Linked DNA regions of Zea mays: region 2 is linked to region 1. A link is a contact called in public Hi-C data. All regions are on one chromosome and are shown on one strand. The core of a region is the stretch at or near the end of the contact, and the rest is flanking DNA. Distances in the headings are between cores, read along the strand shown. Region 1 has its middle 13 kb from the start of LOC118476685. Region 2 overlaps LOC100279201 (Cytoplasmic tRNA 2-thiolation protein 2).

Region 1 (4,028 bases), core at 357-2,856:
CCGGATCGTTGTCTTCGTATGATGTAATTATTTATCTATTTTGTACAGAACTCTATTATATATTAATGGTGTGACATTCGTTTCTGTACCATGAGTCATCATATGTATGAGACTTGATCCTAGCACACATGTGGGTCGCGCCCGAGTTTGACCCCTAAATCTGGGTGTGACACACCCTGAATTTGGGGGTATAAAATTTCTTCTTCATTATCTACCAAATTCAGGTGTTACCTCTTGTTTCACTCTCTAGTCTTCTCTCTCTTCTTTTTATTATAATTATGTCTACCAGGTGGGAGACTAATTATTTTGTTTACTATATCAAAACATATGGGAGTCATGAAATGTTGCATCATGCTGAGACTAAATTATTCTTTTGTCTAATGCATATGTTTGAATTATTTGAATTTGAATTTGGAACATGTTTGAATTTGAATCCAAAAGAGAAAAAACAAAAGGAATTAGGAATTTCATAATAAAAGAAAAAAGGAAAGAAGCCTGGAACCTCTCTCTCCTCGACCCTTCCAGCCCATCAAGCCCGCATGGCGCACGCTATTCCCCCCTCCCCGCTCTCTCTGCCGGGTGGGCCCGCCCTGTCGGCGCCAGTTACCCTCGCCCACGCGCTTGTTCTCTCTCTCTGTCCTGCGGGCCCCGCCCGTCAGCGCTGACCGCCGTTCCCTCGCCCACTCTCGCTGGTCCGTGGGCCCCGCATGTCGGACCCGTCCCTCCCGAATCTCCCGCTTGTCGCCATGGACTCCTCGCCCACGACGCACGTTGAGGTCGTGCCCGCCCCCACCCCGACCTTTTCTAGCTGCCCAGTACCCCACTCGCTCTCCCTCCTCCCCTCACTCGCGCACCCGCATCACCCCAGCACTCGCCTCACTCTGCGTGCGCACCTAGGGAACTCCACCACCGTCCACCGTGATATCGAGTCCGTTCCGCGGTCGCCGTCGAGCCTCCGCCGTGTCCGTTTGTAAAGCGCAAAATTGGTATAAGGGAAAAATACAAAAATAATAAATAAATAAATTTATAAGTGGGTGTTTTGGGAATTCCTTGATTTGCTTTTTAGTTTTCTTTGCATACTCAACTAATGGCATTACATTATGAAAATAACAAATAAAGAAATAAAATAGTAAATTCAGATATCTCAAATTAGACATGAGCATTGAATTTTGAAGACTGAATTTCGAAACTAAGAATTAATTTAAAAAAGAAGTAATAGAAAGGTTTTCTATTCAACTAAATGATTATTAATTTCATTAAAGGATACACTATAAGCATTTATTTAAATGAGTATTGATAAACAAGGAATATATATATATATATAACTTGAACCTCAAGCTCGGGTTTTGATCTGTGCTAATTTAACATGTGTTTTTCAAACTGATTCAAAGTTGATTTGGGACTTACAATTGAAAAGAAAATAAAAATAGTAAATAAGAAGGAAAAAGCCTCACTCACCTGCACCCTGGGCGGAATCTACCCACTGGCCCAGTTCACCTCACCCTGTGGTCGGCCCAACCAATAGTCGCACGGCCCAGCACTCCATACACGCTGAGATCGGCGCCTGCGCGTGGGCCCCACCGGGTAGTCTCCGGGTCCGCGCACTGAAGACCTCCTTCAAACACCGACATGTGGGGCCGCTTGCCTCTGCCCAGATCTTGGAACACGCACAGCCCGAAGCCCTTCAATGAATGGTGGGACCTTCGCATCAGATCGAGATTCCGTCCGCCTCTATTGCTTTGTTCCGCTGCCTGGTGGTCCCAGATTGCCATAAGCTTCTTCCCCTCCGTCTATATCCACCACCACCACGTCGCACCGTAACAAACTCGTATGCGCAGTTGGAGTTGGTTGCGATTTGACCTCTCCTTGCGCAGGTATAAAGCTAGCCCCTATCGTGCCCTTCTCATCTATCGGCCGACCGCCACATATCCTCGTCGTGGGCACCGAGCCACCACCGTTGCGAAGGGAGAGAACAGGATCTTTGGTGCATGCGAATACTCCAATTCAACATCGCTGCGCTGTCGGGTCTGGTCGGGGAGGTTCGCCGGTGGGCACCAGAAGCTTTTGCAGCACGATTGGGCGTAAGGGATGATCATGGCGAGCAAGATTCCTCATCAGCGACTGGGAATCGCCATCGTTCGCAGTCCACCGTGGGTGGAAGTCTCTACGACATGGTCAATGGTGAGACCTCATCTACCCTACATGCCTCTTCCGGTATGCGATGGGCTTTGGCGCGCGGCGGTGCGGCACCGCTCCTCCCCGGCATGTACGCCGCCGTGCGAGCTTGGCTCCACGCGCTTGAAACACCATAGAAGAAGAGATGTGTATCCACCGTCGATCGGATTTATAACGACTATGATATTGTTTTGGCCTAGATAGGCGGTGGTCGAGCGATCGACATCGGATGACGGGTATTAGAATGCGAGAACGGCTTCGATCATTAAATCAAAACCGTCGATCACAGGATCGACGTCTAGCTTTACATATCAGTTCACAAAAGGTCGATATAATCCGAGCCACTGGTTTTTGATCCAACGGTGCAAGTGAAAACATACCCCTTCGGCCGAACTTCGGCCGAACATAGTTGCATAAGAGCCCCTACACTTTTTACAAATAAACCCGCGGTCCAGCCCAGGTCAGAAACCCTTTCAACAAGGTCCTGTAATTTGCAGAGTAAACCCTGGTCTTTTATGAAATGGTGGCTTCGGTCCATGAAATTCTGTTCATCGACAAAATTTATTCGAAAATGATTTTTTATGAAAAATTAATTCTAAAAACCTTAGAAAATGCATAACTAATTCGTTTTAACTCCGTGTCACTCTTTTCAAATTGCATTAACTTCGTAATAAAATTGCTACACATTAAGGACATTATTTTTATCATTCCGCATACTTTTATAATGGGATATTTTTTTTAGCTTATGTTAGTTGATTAATCAATCTAGTCAGTCAACCTCTCTAGAATTATAATCTAACTAAAATAGATCTCTAACCAAGTTATAACCTAGATTAAAGTTGAATTAATTATTTCTTTAAAATATTTTCTCATATGATTTACGCTAATCACCATAGAATATAGTTACTATTAATGAATCACAAAGATCTTCTGAAAATTGTATCTTTATAACTGTAACCCTGATTCTATTAATTTTTGAACCTACGACCTCATAGCAACGCGTAGAATATTCTTACGTGGTTTGTTCTCATGTTTGGTGTAATGTTATTTTTATGTACTCCTTGTCTGTTTGTATGTATTGTTATGAGTACCAACGAGGTTACGAGAATCTGAAGACCAAGTTGGTACCTGGGAATCTCGAGTCTAAGGCAAGTTGTGTCCTTGATCACTTTTCTTTACCCAATAATGTTCCTGTTAATCACTTTGATGTGCTCAAGTTAATCTGATGGGACCTAATAGGTTTCCCTAGACTTGTTTATCCCACACCTTGTTGACCACTGAACTTTTAGGGTAGTTTTGCTATTGCTCTACCTAGTTTTAGGATTAATACTACATTATGATCATGTTTCAGTTATACTATTGTTTTAATTATTGTTCATGACAAGATCATTGTGTTAATTGGAACATGGAGCTTAACTTGAGAAACATGTGCTACCACAAGGGTAGAATATGACACCCTTGGCTGACTAATTAGGAAAGCTAGTGGAGGACTACGTTACTCGAAAGGGGCAAGGGAAGTAGGGGAGTTGTCGGTATAGGGAGGTTCTTATGTCGATCATGCTGCGATGGCTTTTTGGACGGGGGATTCCTATATTGCTAGTAGAACTTTGTAAAGGCCTCATAGTGGATCCCTAGTCATTCACCTCGGAAGTGCCTAAGGGTCTGGCTAACCCTGGCTAGACGGGATACACGACTTGTGGGTAAAGGGCGCAACCTCTTCAGAGTATAAAATTGGTATATCAGCCGTGCTCGCGGTCATGAGCAGCTCAGGACTCTCGCATGATTAATTTATAGAACTAAATTTAATCTGGCATATGCATTGCATCGCGGGTGTTATTATCCATTTTGATTTG
Region 2 (3,700 bases), core at 108-2,607, 400 kb after region 1:
ATTCATAGGAGTACTTACATATGTTTCCATGCTCGTGAACTAGGGCAAGCTGTCTGCACAAGTCGCTGTCTGCAGTCTGCTACATCCACAAGTAATTAATAGTGGGGGAATGCATGAGACATATATGATAATCATATATAGATAAATAGATAGATAGATACATACATACATACATATGTGAGGTCACATGACAGGAGCTGAGGACGCAAAAAAAAATGGTAGGCAGGCAGCGAGCAGAACGCATGATTCAAGGGCCAGTGTCTACGCGCATAAAAATACGCCAGGGAAGGTGCCAAGATTTGGCCGGAGATCCGGTCCACTGGGATGCATGGACCACCGCCGCGTTTGGTGATCGATCCAGGCAACAAGACGAGCGGGAACTCGCGCCTGAAAACGAAGGGCGCATTGCATGAGATATGAGGTTCATCAGGAGCTCGAGACCTGACCTGAATCCTTTGCTTTGGCCGCGCTTCTCTTGTCCTGGCGAACCACAGCAGAAACCAACCAGGAACAGTGAACAGTCCAGAGGAGTTTTGTTTCAGGATGCATCAGTTTGCAGTTGATTGAGAGACCACCAAGAATCAATCAGTCGTGTTTCAGTCCACTGCTGCTGCTGCTGCCGCGGCGTTGATCCACTGTGACCGACGACGGTCCTGCATGTGGAACCAGCACACAGCACGCTGCATTGAAGGTTGTACGAGACACCGTGCACAGCAATGACACGAACTGTACAAACCAGCCACCGCTATGCATTTATGGATCGCAAGCAAGCAGGTATGTGTCACAAATCAGTAACCCAGGACACATCTTGTCATGTTTGCTACAGGGTCCTGCATAGCCAGCCCTGGATTCAGGCTCCCCAGCCCCCACACTAGAGACAGAGAGAGACAGAGCCAGAAAGGCCATGTTGTATCCCTCCTACTCCTACTATTCAAAAAAAAATAGTTCTAGGATCAAGCCACAAGTGTTGACTCACAAGAACCTCATTAGTCTTCCAAGCTACCAGTATTAGGCAAAACCTAATGCAGATGAAACGATAAACAGCACCAACTAGCAAGTAAAGTAAACCATATCCAGAGAGCATAGGTCTTCCATGTCTGCACCCAAAACCACTTTGATGAAGCAAGGTGCAGAAGCTGCACTGATGCTGCTATCTACTACGCCACTAGCAGACCCCCCAGCCCACACACAACAATGTTTTCTTTAACCAATGCCTCAAGCTTTTGGATCAAAGCACGATATGGTAATAAAATGAACACACCAAAAAAAACCCAGGTTTGGTCATGTCAATGTCACAAGGGGTCCTTGGCTTCTTGTCCCCATCCCCATATTCCAATGACAGCAGGGAGCTGTGCCAATCACTAGGGGACACAGTGGGCCTTTGCTTGTTACAATGAAGCAAGCTAAAGTGAGCACTGTGTGGGTGGAGGCCTTGTCCACTAAAAACACACACTAAAAAGTCACACACACACAGTGGCACTAAACTCTACAAGTGCCAAACTTGAACATGCTAGTTGTAGCATTTGCTTAGATTAGCCTTTTTAAACACCCATGATGCTATGGTGTCAAGTACGACATGAAAAATCTAGGCAGTAGTCTAGTAGAAGGAGCAATATCTGGTAGCCCTATGTGTTTTTTACCTTTTGTTTCCAGGCCTATTTGGGGGGGGGGGGGGGGGGGGGGGGGGGGGAGTCTTGCTGGTTGCTGCCCAGACCCCCCGAGACAAAGCAATTGTTGATGATGCTGGCACACGCAGTACCACTCAACTGCAATGTCATGGACAACAATACCTCAAGAAATGGGTTGATTGGATAGCTCAGGCCTCAACAGAGTGCCTGCCAGCCAACCCCCCATGCTGCAAAGGTCCAGAGATTTTTGAAGGACGAGTTCCTTGAGCGGCAGTAAGGAGGCCAAAGCATTCCCTCAGAGATTTATGGACCATTTTACTGGACCCTTAATCGATATCCGCATTGTTTATTCTCATGCTCTAATGATTGAACAGCGATGAACATTTGAAAATACTGTCAAGCTCGGCCAGAATCCATCAACATCAGCTATCAACTGGCCGGGTAGTCGGTTCTACAAGTCTTGTTCCAACTGTAAAAAAAAATGAAAAGGCCCTGTAGGTCCTTGGGAGGGGGGTGTCTTTGTATGCATTTGTGTTGCCATCGTTGATGGAAAAGCTGGATAAGCCCTTGCACGTTGGCTAATATCACTGGTCAGGCTTTATGCCAACCCAATCAGATTAAAGTGGCTAACCAAAAGGTCTAACCTTTACAAGCTTTAACCCAATTAATTACTTATATGATACAGGTTCCCAATGTTTGACCAGAGTATGGGCTCAGCAACACTGACAAGTGCACATGGCTGCAAGCACGCATGCGATGCATTTCACAAGAGAGGTTCCACTCCGATACAGCTGTAATGGATTGTTCGTTTTGCTCTTAATCCATATGGATTGGATAAAATTGAGTAGGTTTAAATCCTAAATAAAGGCTTGTTCGTTTTACCCTTAATTCATGTGGATTGGATGATATTGAGTCGGTTTAAATCCATAGCAAATCAAAATTCATCTCAATACATTCCAATAAACTACAATCCACATGAAACTAGAATAATCAAACAAGGAGTCAAAATCTTTTATATTTTTTTTCAATCTCTTCCAATCCACATGTGATAGGAATAACCGAACAAAGCCTAACGTGGTAGCCTGGTACAATGCACTAAAATGGAGAGCATAGTATAAAATGACTTACTGTACTCATAGGGATGGAATATAAAGTTGCATGATAATGTAATTAAAAAGAAAGTTGACAAGATAGTTGCAGAAAGCAAAAAAAATGCAAGGGACCACTTATCTGCAGTGACACTACCGTTTTATTTCCTGCAACTGCTTGGGTATTGTACATCTGTATGTGATGTGTCATGTGCACATGCTTTGCCATTTTGCATTGGCAATAATAGGTTGTGCATCCCTTCAGCGCTACAAGGAGCAAGGATGTCCGCTTCAGATTAAATCGGACTGTTTAGACTGCTGCAACTGTAATCATAGAGATAAATACACTATAGAAACAGTAGGAGCCGATACGAATTAAAAACAACGAACAGGCTGAAAGATGCAGCGCTTGTCTGCACAACATCCCCAAAGTATCTTCGAGTCGAATACAACAGGGTAACTGAGTGTAACCACAGTTCGTACAGAATTTGTAGAGAAAACGAATTGTCCAAACCACCGGATAAATTCATCTTGTTACAATGTTTGCTGGCAGAATAGCTCGCACAGCACAGGAGATGAGACCAGTTCATATGAAATCACATTTTAAGTGGGAAACGTTCAGCTCTCCAACCCGTGCTGTCTCTGTAAAATCAGTGGAAACTTGCTGGCTAGTGATGGTTTGCCTCACCACTATACAGATCCCAGATGAGTTGAAGAATACCAGTAGCAGTGTCATGCTAGTGATACTGGTTTTGTCAGAAACAAAAAAAGAAGAAACACTGTTATCCATAAGTTTGGCATATGCCTGTGTGAGGCCCAATTAGAATGCGATGTCTTATAGTACAACAAACAAAACATGTCAGTACAGACAGGCATTCGGGAATTCCATGTGAGTTAAACATTTGACTCCATGAAATTATGTCACGAAACCAGAGAATAAAGTCAGTTTCCATCATCTTCATCCAGCAGGTAGTCCGCTATCTG

What was found. A called contact is a pair of places that touch in the nucleus more often than the background predicts.
Region 2: a contact with region 1 is called in a Hi-C map of ear, with 2.3 times the contacts expected there. The contact joins two enhancer-like sites. A contact is called at or near these places in 2 of 25 Hi-C or Micro-C datasets (ear and leaf).

What each region holds. Positions count from the first base shown.
Region 1 is chr3:114,551,690-114,555,717 of Zm-B73-REFERENCE-NAM-5.0, forward strand. No RefSeq gene overlaps it. Among protein-coding and RNA genes, the nearest start is that of LOC118476685, 13 kb to the left of the region's middle. Within about 2 kb of position 1,607, at least 18 of the 20 cell types and tissues checked have an H3K27ac peak or open chromatin away from gene starts, as enhancers often do. A contact at or near this core is called in ear and leaf, where this site is marked.
Region 2 is chr3:114,954,859-114,958,558 of Zm-B73-REFERENCE-NAM-5.0, forward strand. LOC100279201 (Cytoplasmic tRNA 2-thiolation protein 2) reads right to left here. Exons shown (of 7, transcript NM_001152225.1): 7 at 3,094-3,700. The coding sequence ends at 3,659. Among protein-coding and RNA genes, the nearest start is that of LOC100279201, 6.2 kb to the right of the region's middle. Within about 2 kb of position 1,358, at least 18 of the 20 cell types and tissues checked have an H3K27ac peak or open chromatin away from gene starts, as enhancers often do. A contact at or near this core is called in ear and leaf, where this site is marked.